Linked DNA regions of Zea mays: all the other regions are linked to region 1. A link is a contact called in public Hi-C data. All regions are on one chromosome and are shown on one strand. Each heading gives the region's core, a stretch centred on a gene start, on an enhancer-like site or on the middle of the called end of the contact. The rest is flanking DNA. Distances are from core to core; before and after follow the strand shown.

Region 1 (3,944 bases), core at 973-3,472:
AGAAAGAACTAAGGGCTTCCATTTATCTGTTATATGAATTATTATTAGCAGCGCCACTCATCAAGGTCAAAATCATCATCAGATCCACAATCAAGAAACAAGCCAGTAGACTTGCGAAAGACGATAAATGACTTGCCATCCTGCATAGATGAAGCAATGAAATTGAAATGTAAAATCAGTACCGGAATCTCGAGCTCAAGAAATTTGGATTATCAGAGGAAGATACGCTGCGAACGGATGTTCAAGATGTACCTGGTTCACCCTTCTGACAGAATGTTCCGCATGTGTTACCTTCTCTGAGATTGTTTCGTCAAGTTCCGATAATGTGTTGGTCTCCTCCTCCACTGGTTGAAAGAATGACGATGATAGTCAAGTAAACAAGAGTCCATCGCACAAATTTTGGCAAGTCTTCCTACTACTTACTATGATGTTCGTACTTCTCAAGCAATTTCTTCTTTTCAACTTCAACTTTTGACAACAGGTCTGCAGATAACATGTATAAGGATTTTAGTTGATAGGCTAATGTTTTTGTCAAGCCATGCTTTTTAAAGGCACATAATTAAAATCTATTTGTATAACTAGCAAGTAGCAACAAGTCAACAAAAAGCAAATTTCAGTAAACAAAGCACACAGGTTCATTCCAAGGTGTACTCTAAATTCAATCGTGAATTAATAAATCAAGTATCCTAGCTAGTAGTTTGTTTTGGAAATGAAAAAAAAAGAGCCATGCTTCATATGGAAGTGAAGAAATTGATACTGCTCTTGTTTGACCTACCTCTGAAAGTCTGCATGTGAGCATCCTTTTCTTTACAGAACGTATCATATGTTTCCTGAAACTTGCTGTACTCTTCGTTCAGTGAACTCTCACACTGCTAAAGTACAAATCCATGTCATTTTAGAAGAAAATAAAACCCTGGAGTACAGGTTGTTATGAATACCTCTTTGGAAGTGTTAGACAGTACTTTTAACGAATTCTGTCTGCATGCACAAATAGGAACACAGATTAGTGTGTTCTCACAGAAGATGTATATTTTTGTTTAGCTCCCGTAATTATAACTGGCTTCAGATGCTCTCAGTAAGTTAATGGGGGAAAATTGAGTGGTTCAAATACCAAATACCTTTCCTCCTCAAATTTCAGTTGGGTTTCTTCTAGCATAGTCTGAATATCTGCTGCCACACTACAGGTTAAGAAACAATTAACAACAAACTGTAGTGATACAGATGAAGGAATAGGACCTCCAGATTTCATCAGACCATGCATTTAGCCTACTCAGCAGAGAAAAATTCGACAAGTCACATGGATAAACTCACTCTTACAATTATGCGACTACAACTATCATATTATTGGGACGAGGGCCGAACCGGACCTCCATTGCAAGAAGAGTAATACTACTTTAGGAAGAAATTCAGACCACAAGCTATATGGCACAGCAACATCAACAAAACACCAAAGGTTAATCCATGAAACATAAAGCTCCATACACAGAACAGCACAATTATCAAAAATATTGTCTTAATTCCATCCATTCACTACAAAAAAACGCGGGCCATTACGAGTTCCCTTGCCAAAACTGCATTGAAGCCTAAATGGTAGCACAATTGCATTGACTGCAGACGGCAGATAGGACAACATTTCACCAGCAATATGTAAACGCAACAAAAACTGACGAATGTAATCATACAGGCCAATGGTCGGTGCAATCGTAAGTCATCAGCATCATGCAACAAAACATTGACATTAACGAATACCTATGCGATGAGCCCAATTGTTTGCAGTCGCAAGGAGATTCGGATTCCTACAGGTTTGCATCTCACCTGGCAATGACCTGCTCACAGATCTTCTGCCCGTCCTTGTTGGCCCCACCCTTGATAAGCCGCAGCAGGCACACGATCTCCCTGAGGTCACTGCCGCCGCAACCACGGAATTGAACATCTCGGATAATGCCGGGAAACCAAGAAGAAAAGGATCGCTCGCAATCCAACTCGAAAGAGGAATGTTCTAGAGCGAGTCCGTGAGCGAGGGGAGGCGCTGAGGTGAGGCCGGCCGTACCTGACGAGGTCCCCGTCAGAGTCAGAATCAGAGTCGCCGCCGGAGGAGGCGACGTCAGAGTGACGGGGCCGCTTAGCCGGACTCGGAGTGCCGCACGACGCGGCCATCCGTCCTCCCCCGCTGCGATGAGTCGTCGTCGCCGCCGCCGTCGCTGGACGCTGGGGGCAAGGAAGAAGGTGGGAATGAAAAGCCACGCAAGCGAGGAGGCCAGAATTTCAAATTTCGGAATCCCGCCATTCCGATGGCTGGGCCCCGTGAAAAATGTGAGGGGTTTATTGGGCCGAATCTTGCTCTTGCTTCAAGCCCACTGGGATTTTCATGGGTTTTCGTAGCCAGGCTAAACGGTTTGGGTTTACAGCTATTTGGTGGAGCATTTTTTTATAGAAGCTCACCCACTAAAAATAGTTGTGAGTTGTGACTAATTTTCTTTTCAATGATTCTTTATCGGATGTCGGATAATATTTGTTCATATTACACCCCTAGTTATGACTAATTTTTTTTCAATGATTTGCTTGTTTGGTTAGAAAGGAATTAAATATATTTCTACTCAAAATTGAATGGAATGAGATTTAATCCCATCAGTACCCTCGATCCTTATGCAATCGGAATAGGCCTTAAAATAAACTCTTCTTATGGAGTGACTATGTAAGAATAGCAAATCAGGCAACCCGTTAGTTAGCTTATATGCACAAAGGAAGTGTCTTGATGGCTTATATGTATTTCTCATGGCATTGTCTTCGATGGAACTTATCGTAAATAAATTATTTGCCTGAATTCCACTGGACCGCTGGGGGTGAAAATTACTGACTAGTTTTCAATGATTCTGAATTTCCTCCACCCATTGCGCATTCAACCGATAATTGTTCAACAGTAGGGATGAAAACATGTACGATAATTTTCAGTTACCGGAAACCATTCAACCGATAATGCGCAGTGCGCTTGTCTCAGCAGGGAACAGTTGCTGCTGGTGGTGTTGATGCAGTTCATCATAGTGATTTCTGGGACGGACGTACGACGACAAGGACATAGCCTGTGCACACTAGATGAAAGTTGAGCGAGTGTGTGTGTGTGCGCGCGCGCGCGCGCCTTCTCTGTACCGTACGTGCATGCAGGAAAGAAAAAAAACGAGAGCTAAAGTTAGTTTAGTGGAAACCTGTTGTTCCTTTCCTCAGTGGGAAGGCCGGCCCCAGGCTAATGACTTTTGTGCTATCAATTGCTGACTGCTGAGACAAGGAGAAGTGATCGGTAGCTAGCCCCTGAGGTCAAGCGCACTGCGCATTTGCAAAAAATTAAAATGCGGCCGGCCGGGGGGGTATGTCCACCTAATATATCCAGCATCTGGGAGCAGTGAGTAGGATCGTGACAAAACCAGAAGAACTTGATTCATGAGTCGCGGCAGGAAGATTCGGGTAGCATGCATGGCCGATGGAATATAATTGGGAGAGCTTGACTCCATCGGCTCAAGAAAAAGAAACCGGTGCGGTATGCCGGTGCCGGGAGTGACAACTCGGAGTGGAGGGCCCACGGACACTCTAGAGAGGTGGTGGTACCTTTAGAGTTTTTTGCAACGTTCAATTCTAACATAGGACGATGGAGACACCAAGCTTGCCTTGTCTATACTAAGCCCACGTTAGGCTATTCGCACTCATGAAACCCTAAATTTCTACTCTAAAAGAAATATTTCGTCCTGGTCACTGAGATTCTCTACTCTATCCTATAATACTCTGCATTCATATTTACCCTAAATATCTACTCTATACCAACTACAACATATTCTATTATTTATTTTTCAACTCCCTCCAAACCAGCCTCTCACAACGTCTGCGTCAGGCCCCAGCCGTGGTCCCGCCTGTCTCCTGTGCAGTCCCACGGACGCGAACGCTGTATATAGGGT
Region 2 (3,944 bases), core at 466-2,965, 410 kb before region 1:
AAACTGGGCAAGGTGGAGGTCATGGAAAGGGAACGTGCGGAAGTGGGGTGGAGAGGTTGTTATGCTTCCATCCGCGGATCGTGGAGTTTGTCTATGTGGAGAGGTTTGTCTATCCGTTTACATTTAGACAGTGGATTAAACAAAACTAAAATATGCATACACATTTAAGGGTATGAAAATATATGTGCATAAAAATTAAGAGCAAATAACATCTCTAATATCGGTCTTTGACTTATAGAGAATGATATGAAGAAGATAATGTTAGAGACGAATGAGAAATAGATGAAGAGGATAATGTTAGAGACGAATGAGAAATAGATGAAGAGGATAATGTTAGGTACGAACGAGAAATAGAGAAGGAAATCTTTTAGAGTAGAATGTGAAGGACAGATATAGAAGAGAGAGATATAGAAGATAGCGTTGGAGGTTGGAGATAGCCTAAAAATGATGACTTGGGAGTATTTTATCCTTTAGAGTAATTAGTGGCAGCGGTGTAGGAAGAGAAATCTACCTACAGTGAGGGCAAGGAAGTAATTTTTGTACCATAGGGGTATGATAGGTATTTCAGGTCCCGAGGGGTTTTCAATCTAAAGAGACATAAAGTATCCCAACTGGTTACCCCACACAACCAAATCTTTGCATGCCTCCATTGTACAAGCACACATAGACTAGGGGTTCTTTCGAGTCATACTTCTAAAAGAAGAAGATAACTTTGTTGGTATAAGTATTCTATCAATTCTATTAGGTCTTGGTCTAGGATGTCACGTCCTAGCAATTTGGATTTTCCTCAATGTGCAGGTGTGATGTATCATAGACCCAAGTCACGAATGGATCCATACTCTGTTACAGATTTTTACAACTACGGTTGAAGGGACACACCTTATATGTGGTGCTATTGCCACTATTGTTGGCAACCGTAACTGAGCCACCTCTCTTTCTCTCTTTGCGCTAGGCTAAGGTTAGCAAACACTAAAATGTGGCATTGTACTACTGCCTTCCAAAGTATGTCAATTGTAAACTTCCAAGAGTGCTGATCTCTACTACTATAATGTGGGGTTTCTCCTTCGTACGTCGTCCTCCTTTTCGCATGCGCTCGTTCGCCTCCCACCTGCCAAAAATAATTTTTGAACCCAGGTCGCAAGGAACAAAATATCTCCTTCTAACCACGACATCACTTGTTGATTTGTGATATATAAAGGATAGGTACTATAAATATATATACTAATAATTTTAACATAAAAATTGTACCAGACCGAGCCGAGCACTATGGCCGTGAAGACGACCGAGACACGATAAGAGCCCACTTTAAATTGTATCAAGCCGCGCGGTGACACTATTAAATGGATCGTGCCTTAGGTTGGCATGCTAGACACAACCCATTTGATTACCTATAGTTCAATACCTCCATCCTCAGTGTTCGTGATCTCTCAAGCGTGAAAACGTGAGAGAAAAATTTTGAACTTGTCTAAGCCCGCACCACATATCTCGCCATTCGCACTCAACTAATTTATGAATTTATATCGTATTTGAATAATTATCGTATTTAAGCAAATGTTAGCCTATATGATATATATAGAAACATTATTTATGCATGGGCAAGTAACTAGTTGAGATCAACAAGTCACCACTTTTTGCAATCGGATGCTCTCCAGTGGGCCAAAATTACTTGCCTCTGTTCTGTTGTCTGGTCCGTACGTGGCAAATCCAAATGTGCTGCGTAGACACAAAACTCATATCGCACGCAAGGGAATTGGGCTCGCAAACTGTTTAGGCCCAACAAGTACAGGTACTGCTCGTTTTTCTTGGCGCAGTGTCTTTTTTTTTTTCCGCCAGGTAAGTCTACTACTACAACATGGGAGTATTTGGTTCCACGGACTAAAATTTAACCTGTGTTACGTCAACTATTTAAATATCAAGTATAAATATTAAATATAGATTTAATTAGATTTAATAAATTTGTCTTGTCTTTTTAGTCCTCATCTATGTAATTAGTTTTATAATTAGACTATATTTAATCTATATACTTGTAACAATCATATAGACATTTGATGTGACAGAGACTAAATTTTAATTGGCTGAAACCAAACACCCCTAAAGCGTCAATATCTGTGTGTATATATATATATATATATATATATATATATATATATATATATATATATATATATATATATATATATATATATATATATATATATATATATATATATATATAAATTAAAATCATGCTGGTATAAATATCCCATTCAAGCGAAATATACTCGTATGATATATAAAATCCGTAGCAATGTACGAGCAACTAAGTAATGCTAAATTATGGACCTGTGCACCGGAATATAATTTGGGGATGGTACAACTATATTGACAGGGCGCCAGTTAACCACTCCTAGATTTAAGGATAGTCCAAGTTTAAAACTTTTTTAGTGCTAAGTAGCTAAAACTGCAATACTCTTTGATATAGGATGGTCATAGGTTAAACCTTTTTGAAGTTTGAGTGCTGGTAACTTAGAATACAGATTTTGTTTTTACATTACAAGGTCGATGCAACAATGTGATCATGAAAAGTAATTTTCACAAAGCATTAAATCTTCTGTTCAATATATAGTATACTGCAACATGAAACTACGGACAAAATTTTATCTTTTTTCACCATTGTGCGAATATCTTTTTTCTTTTCTTTTCTTTTCTTTGTGAAGATATGGATGGATCGTTTTTTACAACTGGATCAGCAATCATTGTGTCGGTTATAAAAGTTACAGAAACGTGATCAGCTATTGTTTTTCTTTTTACATTTTGTCATTCATACTTTCATAGTTTTAATCCTAATAGTTAATATATTTTTTACTTTTGGTTCTAGCCATTTTTCCTGGACACGGTTTGGGCGGCACAGCAGTAACTAACTCTCATTGGTAATATATCGACATGAAACAGATGGTGGATAGGTGAAGATGGTGGAAGATGGAGTGTGTAAGCCACGGTGTCCACACGAGCTACCACTGGAACGGTCCAGAGTATTTGAACAGGGTGCAATTTGACATAAACAAAGATCTCCAACTTGAAACTGTCATTCGGAGCGACGCTAATCACTTAATCAGCCTGCTTTTTTTTTTCGTTTCTGTTTTTGGTACCAGTCAAATGTTGGTGGATCAAATCACGCAGCTCGCGTGACGGTTCTGAAGCCAAACAGAATGATATAGTTTGATTCAGATGTATCCATATTCAGCCAATGGCACCCACTGAACCCACTGAGAAGGGCAAGCACTAGCAAAGCAGTGCAAGAATGTATCCATAGTTTGATTCAGATGTCCAGTCTGTCCGTCATATCCAGGATGATAGCTTGAGCTCACCAGAAGAGACACGTCCCCAAGGCAAAAGAGTTCTTTTCTCTCTCTTCAGAATGCACTAGTGAAGATCCTGTCCTGATCGATGATAGATGGAGACGGTAAATTTGGTGCAGAAAGGCCTTTGCCATCACCAGTGCTATAAACAGACAGTGTGACACCACATCACCGTGATTAGGCATGCGGCTCCCCAAGCACGGCCCAAGTTTCGGGTCGGCCCAGCCCGAAATTATTTTGACCCATGTGTGTTTGGCCGTACCTTTTTTTTTTGTCAACCCACCAGACCTGTTCAAGTGTACACCTCCAGTGTGAAGGGATAAAATGAACATATTTAGTAAAGGAATCAACGGCCACCATAATGCAATTAGCATGGCTTGAGCTGGGCAAACCCTCCACCGAGTCCATCGAATAATCTGCGAAGCTGCTGAAGGAAACAACAAAGGATGTAGAAGACCAGGTAGTCCAGCTCGGCTAGGTTTTGCCTGCAGACACACGTGGCAAGAAGCTAGAAAAAAAAAGACCGCATAGCCGGCTTCATTAATTCCCATGCAAACAAATGTTTGATGCGTATTAAACATCACATTATTCATCAACATTGTGTGT
Region 3 (3,944 bases), core at 924-3,423, 380 kb before region 1:
ATCCCGTGTCTATGACTGGTGGGACCGTCTGTGTCTATGATTTGTGGGTCCGATGGCATATTGGCGAAGCCCACAAATAATAATGGCAAAATTGCCAATGGCTCCATGACAGAGTGGTTCCATTGAATAAAATAGAGCATTACTCACATGCACCACAATTAATGACACTTGACCTACCACATCCCCATGCCTTGATTCCCGTTAACTTTTTTTAAATATCTTATATTTAGGCTCATGATAGTGCCACAATATAGAATCGAAGCAAATATATGTTTCTATTCCTACACGGTTGCCTCACTGTTACTGTGCTTCGGTGAGTGAGCCCTATCAGTACTACTCACTTCTATGAGTGTAAGTTCTATGATGTTGCTTTTATCATGTTATGTGAAGTAAAATAAAATATAAATGGAATATATCTTTAATACTATCAAAGGTGAATGGAAGGAGTAGAAAGTTCTATGTTTTAGCTTTATAGATATTTAATTTTATGACTCGTAGAGAGTTGGTAATCGTGTTTCATCCTAATAAAACTTGTTTGTTTCCTCTCTTCATTGAAACGTCCTCATATCATAAAATATTTACGTGACAGCTTATTAAATATAAAAATGAAACTCTGACAAAGACTAGCTTTATTCACAAGTCAAAACGGAGGTGATCCACAACACACTTTTAATTGTGTGCCTCGAGAAACACGTTAATTTTTTCCCTTGCCAAGTAGTAGCGCTCTATTGTTTATCGCCACTCTATCTCCATCATCCACCACACCGTATATCTTGTCTTGACTGACATTATTACCTTTGAAGTCAATGTTGACACTCTACTCTAACGTGGAAGGCCTCTAATCCTTTATTTTAAACTTTACTTTATAAATAATATCTTACACACTCCACCAAAAACAGACTCACTTAAGATTGCCTCCCATTCTAACGAACACCATGATAAAACAAGAAGTGGTCCTAGCTAAAGATTTAATGTGACTGTGATAATACAAGACTTGACCAACTGTACTTGAACATTGGTGATGAATACAAGAATAGTCTTACTTTTAGGAAATGCTGGTAATAACCGGAAATCCCCCTTCCTTGAGTTCATCACGACTACAAAAAATAATATATACTACCTTCATTCACATATATATATATATATATATATATATATATATATATATGATACCGTTGATTTTTTTCAAAAACTTTGACCACTCGGCTTATTCAAAATATTTATTCAAAAATGTAAAATTTTAAGCCAAGCATAAATCACTTTAGTGATAAAACAAATAACAAAAAAATAATAATTTATTATTTTTTGAATAAAACAAGTGGTTAAAGTTTTTTTAAAAAAGTCAACGGTATCATATATTTATTAATGGGGGAGTACTCTACAATGAAATCATATTAAGATAGCATAAACAATGGAAATGTGTGCATTTCAAAACAATTTGGCGCAACGCAACACTACTCATAGCCACCCCCATCGCTACTGATAGCATGCCATAGATTCGTCAATCGTCACAATGTTAGAGAAATTAAGACGAGACGTGTGTTAATGGTTGTAAAGCCACAGATTTATGGTATCAAAACTGTAGATTTTCTTTGAGTAGTTTGATAAAAACTTTTGTCGAACATTTTTTTAAGGGCTAATTTGGAAACCACGTTTTCTCAAGTGATTTTTATTTATCTAAAAGAAATTAGCTTATTTTTTTGGTAGGAACTTTGAAAAAATAAATCAAACTAGCCATAACTGAAATTTTTTACCCAAGTTCACATCAGGTGTCGCTGTTAACCTTCCCTTAATAATAGAGATGTCCAGGCCAGCAAAAGCACAATTAAGCTGATCAGACATTCTACCAACCTTTTCCTTTTCCCACCCCTCTCTCCCTATCACCCACTGTCAGTCCAATCAATAGTTGCCGTTTTGGTGCTTCACCGACACCGACACTTTCTCTCCCCTCCTTTTCTTTAGAGAGAGATAGAAAAAAAAACAAAAGAAAAGCCTCAGCACGCTAATCATCAGCAGCTGGTAACAACGCGGTGGTTGCGCTGCTCGCCTCTACAAGCAACGCACCAACGCCAACGCGGCGCGGCATTATTATACACCACACCACCACACCCACCCATCCCACAGCTCATATACCAGAGCCGGAGCAGCTTAGCGCAGCCCAGAGCGGCGCCGCGCCAAGCACAACCCCCACCCGCCACAGCCGCGTGCGCATGTGAGCGGTCGCCGCGGCCGGGAGACCAGAGGAGGGGAGGACTACGTGCATTTCGCTGTGCCGCCGCCGCGGGGTTCGTGCGCGAGCGAGATCCGGCGGGGCGGGGCGGGGGGCCTGAGATGGAGGCTAGCGCGGGGCTGGTGGCCGGCTCGCATAACCGGAACGAGCTGGTGGTGATCCGCCGCGACCGCGAGTCGGGAGCCGCGGGCGGCGGCGCGGCGCGCCGGGCGGAGGCGCCGTGCCAGATATGCGGCGACGAGGTCGGGGTGGGCTTCGACGGGGAGCCCTTCGTGGCGTGCAACGAGTGCGCCTTCCCCGTCTGCCGCGCCTGCTACGAGTACGAGCGCCGCGAGGGCTCGCAGGCGTGCCCGCAGTGCAGGACCCGCTACAAGCGCCTCAAGGGCTGCCCGCGGGTGGCCGGCGACGAGGAGGAGGACGGCGTCGACGACCTGGAGGGCGAGTTCGGCCTGCAGGACGGCGCCGCCCACGAGGACGACCCGCAGTACGTCGCCGAGTCCATGCTCAGGGCGCAGATGAGCTACGGCCGCGGCGGCGACGCGCACCCCGGCTTCAGCCCCGTCCCCAACGTGCCGCTCCTCACCAACGGCCAGATGGTACGCCTGCTCCTCTCCCTCTCCTCTGCCGCTTGCTTTCTTGCATTGCTTTCGGTTGAAGTTGAGCTCGATCATGACATGCTCGCCGCGTCCCTAGGTTGATGACATCCCGCCGGAGCAGCACGCGCTCGTGCCGTCCTACATGAGCGGCGGCGGCGGCGGGGGCAAGAGGATCCACCCGCTCCCTTTCGCAGATCCCAACCTTCCAGGTGCGTTATTGACGCTGTTTGCTGTTGGAATCTGCCAGTGCGAATGCCATAATGTCTACCCGTGTGCTGACGACCGTCTTGCTGGTGCCGCAGTGCAACCGAGATCCATGGACCCGTCCAAGGATCTGGCCGCCTACGGATATGGCAGCGTGGCCTGGAAGGAGAGAATGGAGGGCTGGAAGCAGAAGCAGGAGCGCCTGCAGCATGTCAGGAGCGAGGGTGGCGGTGATTGGGATGGCGACGATGCAGATCTGCCACTGTATGTGCTGTGCTCATCCGCACTTGTTGACTTATGAGTAGTTCTTTGATTACTTTCCTTTGGGTGCTGAGTGCTGACGGTGCGCTACAGTCTGTATGCTTATTGCTGAAGTAAGCTGATGCCATCTGCTTGCACTAGATATCTAATGAGTTATAAGAGTGCGATGTACACTTTTATTAAACTGTTAATCTCAAACTAGGCACACACAAAAGTGATATCAAATTTAGTTAGGAAATAAAGGGTTACAGTATTTAATCACAGTATATCTAAAAATATGCAGATATAGCTTTGTTATTACTTACTACATTGCTAGATGCCACACAACTACATGAGTTGGAGAGAATCCAGAATACAAGCTCAACTGTTTATGCAATGCTGAATTTGTAGACTAAGATGATACATCAACTATATTTTTTTTTTAAGTGGTGTATCTGTTGCTTCATTTCATGTTAATGTTTTTCATCATGTTCGTTGCATGTATATTCATAGAAACCTACATAGTGGTGTAGATAATTTTGCATTGCATTTTATGATCTTATCTTTATCTTCTAAGTCATCTGCAATATAGTTTTTGATAACGAAAACTTTGCCTTTTCTTTTCATAGAGTATTACTAGTAGATGGTTCTAAATTGTTATGTAAATTTCTTGT

Evidence for each region. Hi-C and Micro-C count contacts between places; a contact is called where the count stands out from the background.
Region 2: a contact with region 1 is called in a Hi-C map of tassel, with 3 times the contacts expected there. The contact joins the enhancer-like site here to the promoter of LOC100501039 in region 1. A contact is called at or near these places in 4 of 25 Hi-C or Micro-C datasets (bundle sheath, ear, leaf and 1 more).
Region 3: a contact with region 1 is called in a Hi-C map of ear, with 2.7 times the contacts expected there. The contact joins the promoter of LOC541806 here to the promoter of LOC100501039 in region 1. A contact is called at or near these places in 6 of 25 Hi-C or Micro-C datasets (ear, endosperm, leaf and 2 more) and 1 of 3 datasets of contacts at active chromatin or transcription factors (leaf).

Annotation. Positions count from the first base shown.
Region 1 is chr7:27,753,057-27,757,000 of Zm-B73-REFERENCE-NAM-5.0, forward strand. It overlaps LOC100501039 (Transmembrane and coiled-coil domain-containing protein 5B), which reads right to left and starts at 2,223. Exons shown (of 8, transcript NM_001346059.1): 1 at 2,051-2,223; 2 at 1,816-1,905; 3 at 1,119-1,178; 4 at 939-978; 5 at 776-872; 6 at 424-483; 7 at 253-344; 8 at 1-140. The coding sequence starts at 2,157. The coding sequence ends at 45.
Region 2 is chr7:27,346,191-27,350,134 of Zm-B73-REFERENCE-NAM-5.0, forward strand. No RefSeq gene overlaps it. Among protein-coding and RNA genes, the nearest start is that of LOC541806, 31 kb to the right of the region's middle. Within about 2 kb of position 1,716, at least 15 of the 20 cell types and tissues checked have an H3K27ac peak or open chromatin away from gene starts, as enhancers often do. A contact at or near this core is called in bundle sheath, ear, leaf and 1 more, where this site is marked.
Region 3 is chr7:27,377,017-27,380,960 of Zm-B73-REFERENCE-NAM-5.0, forward strand. LOC541806 (cellulose synthase 8) reads left to right here and starts at 2,174. Exons shown (of 12, transcript NM_001111488.2): 1 at 2,174-2,826; 2 at 2,924-3,035; 3 at 3,129-3,294. The coding sequence starts at 2,332.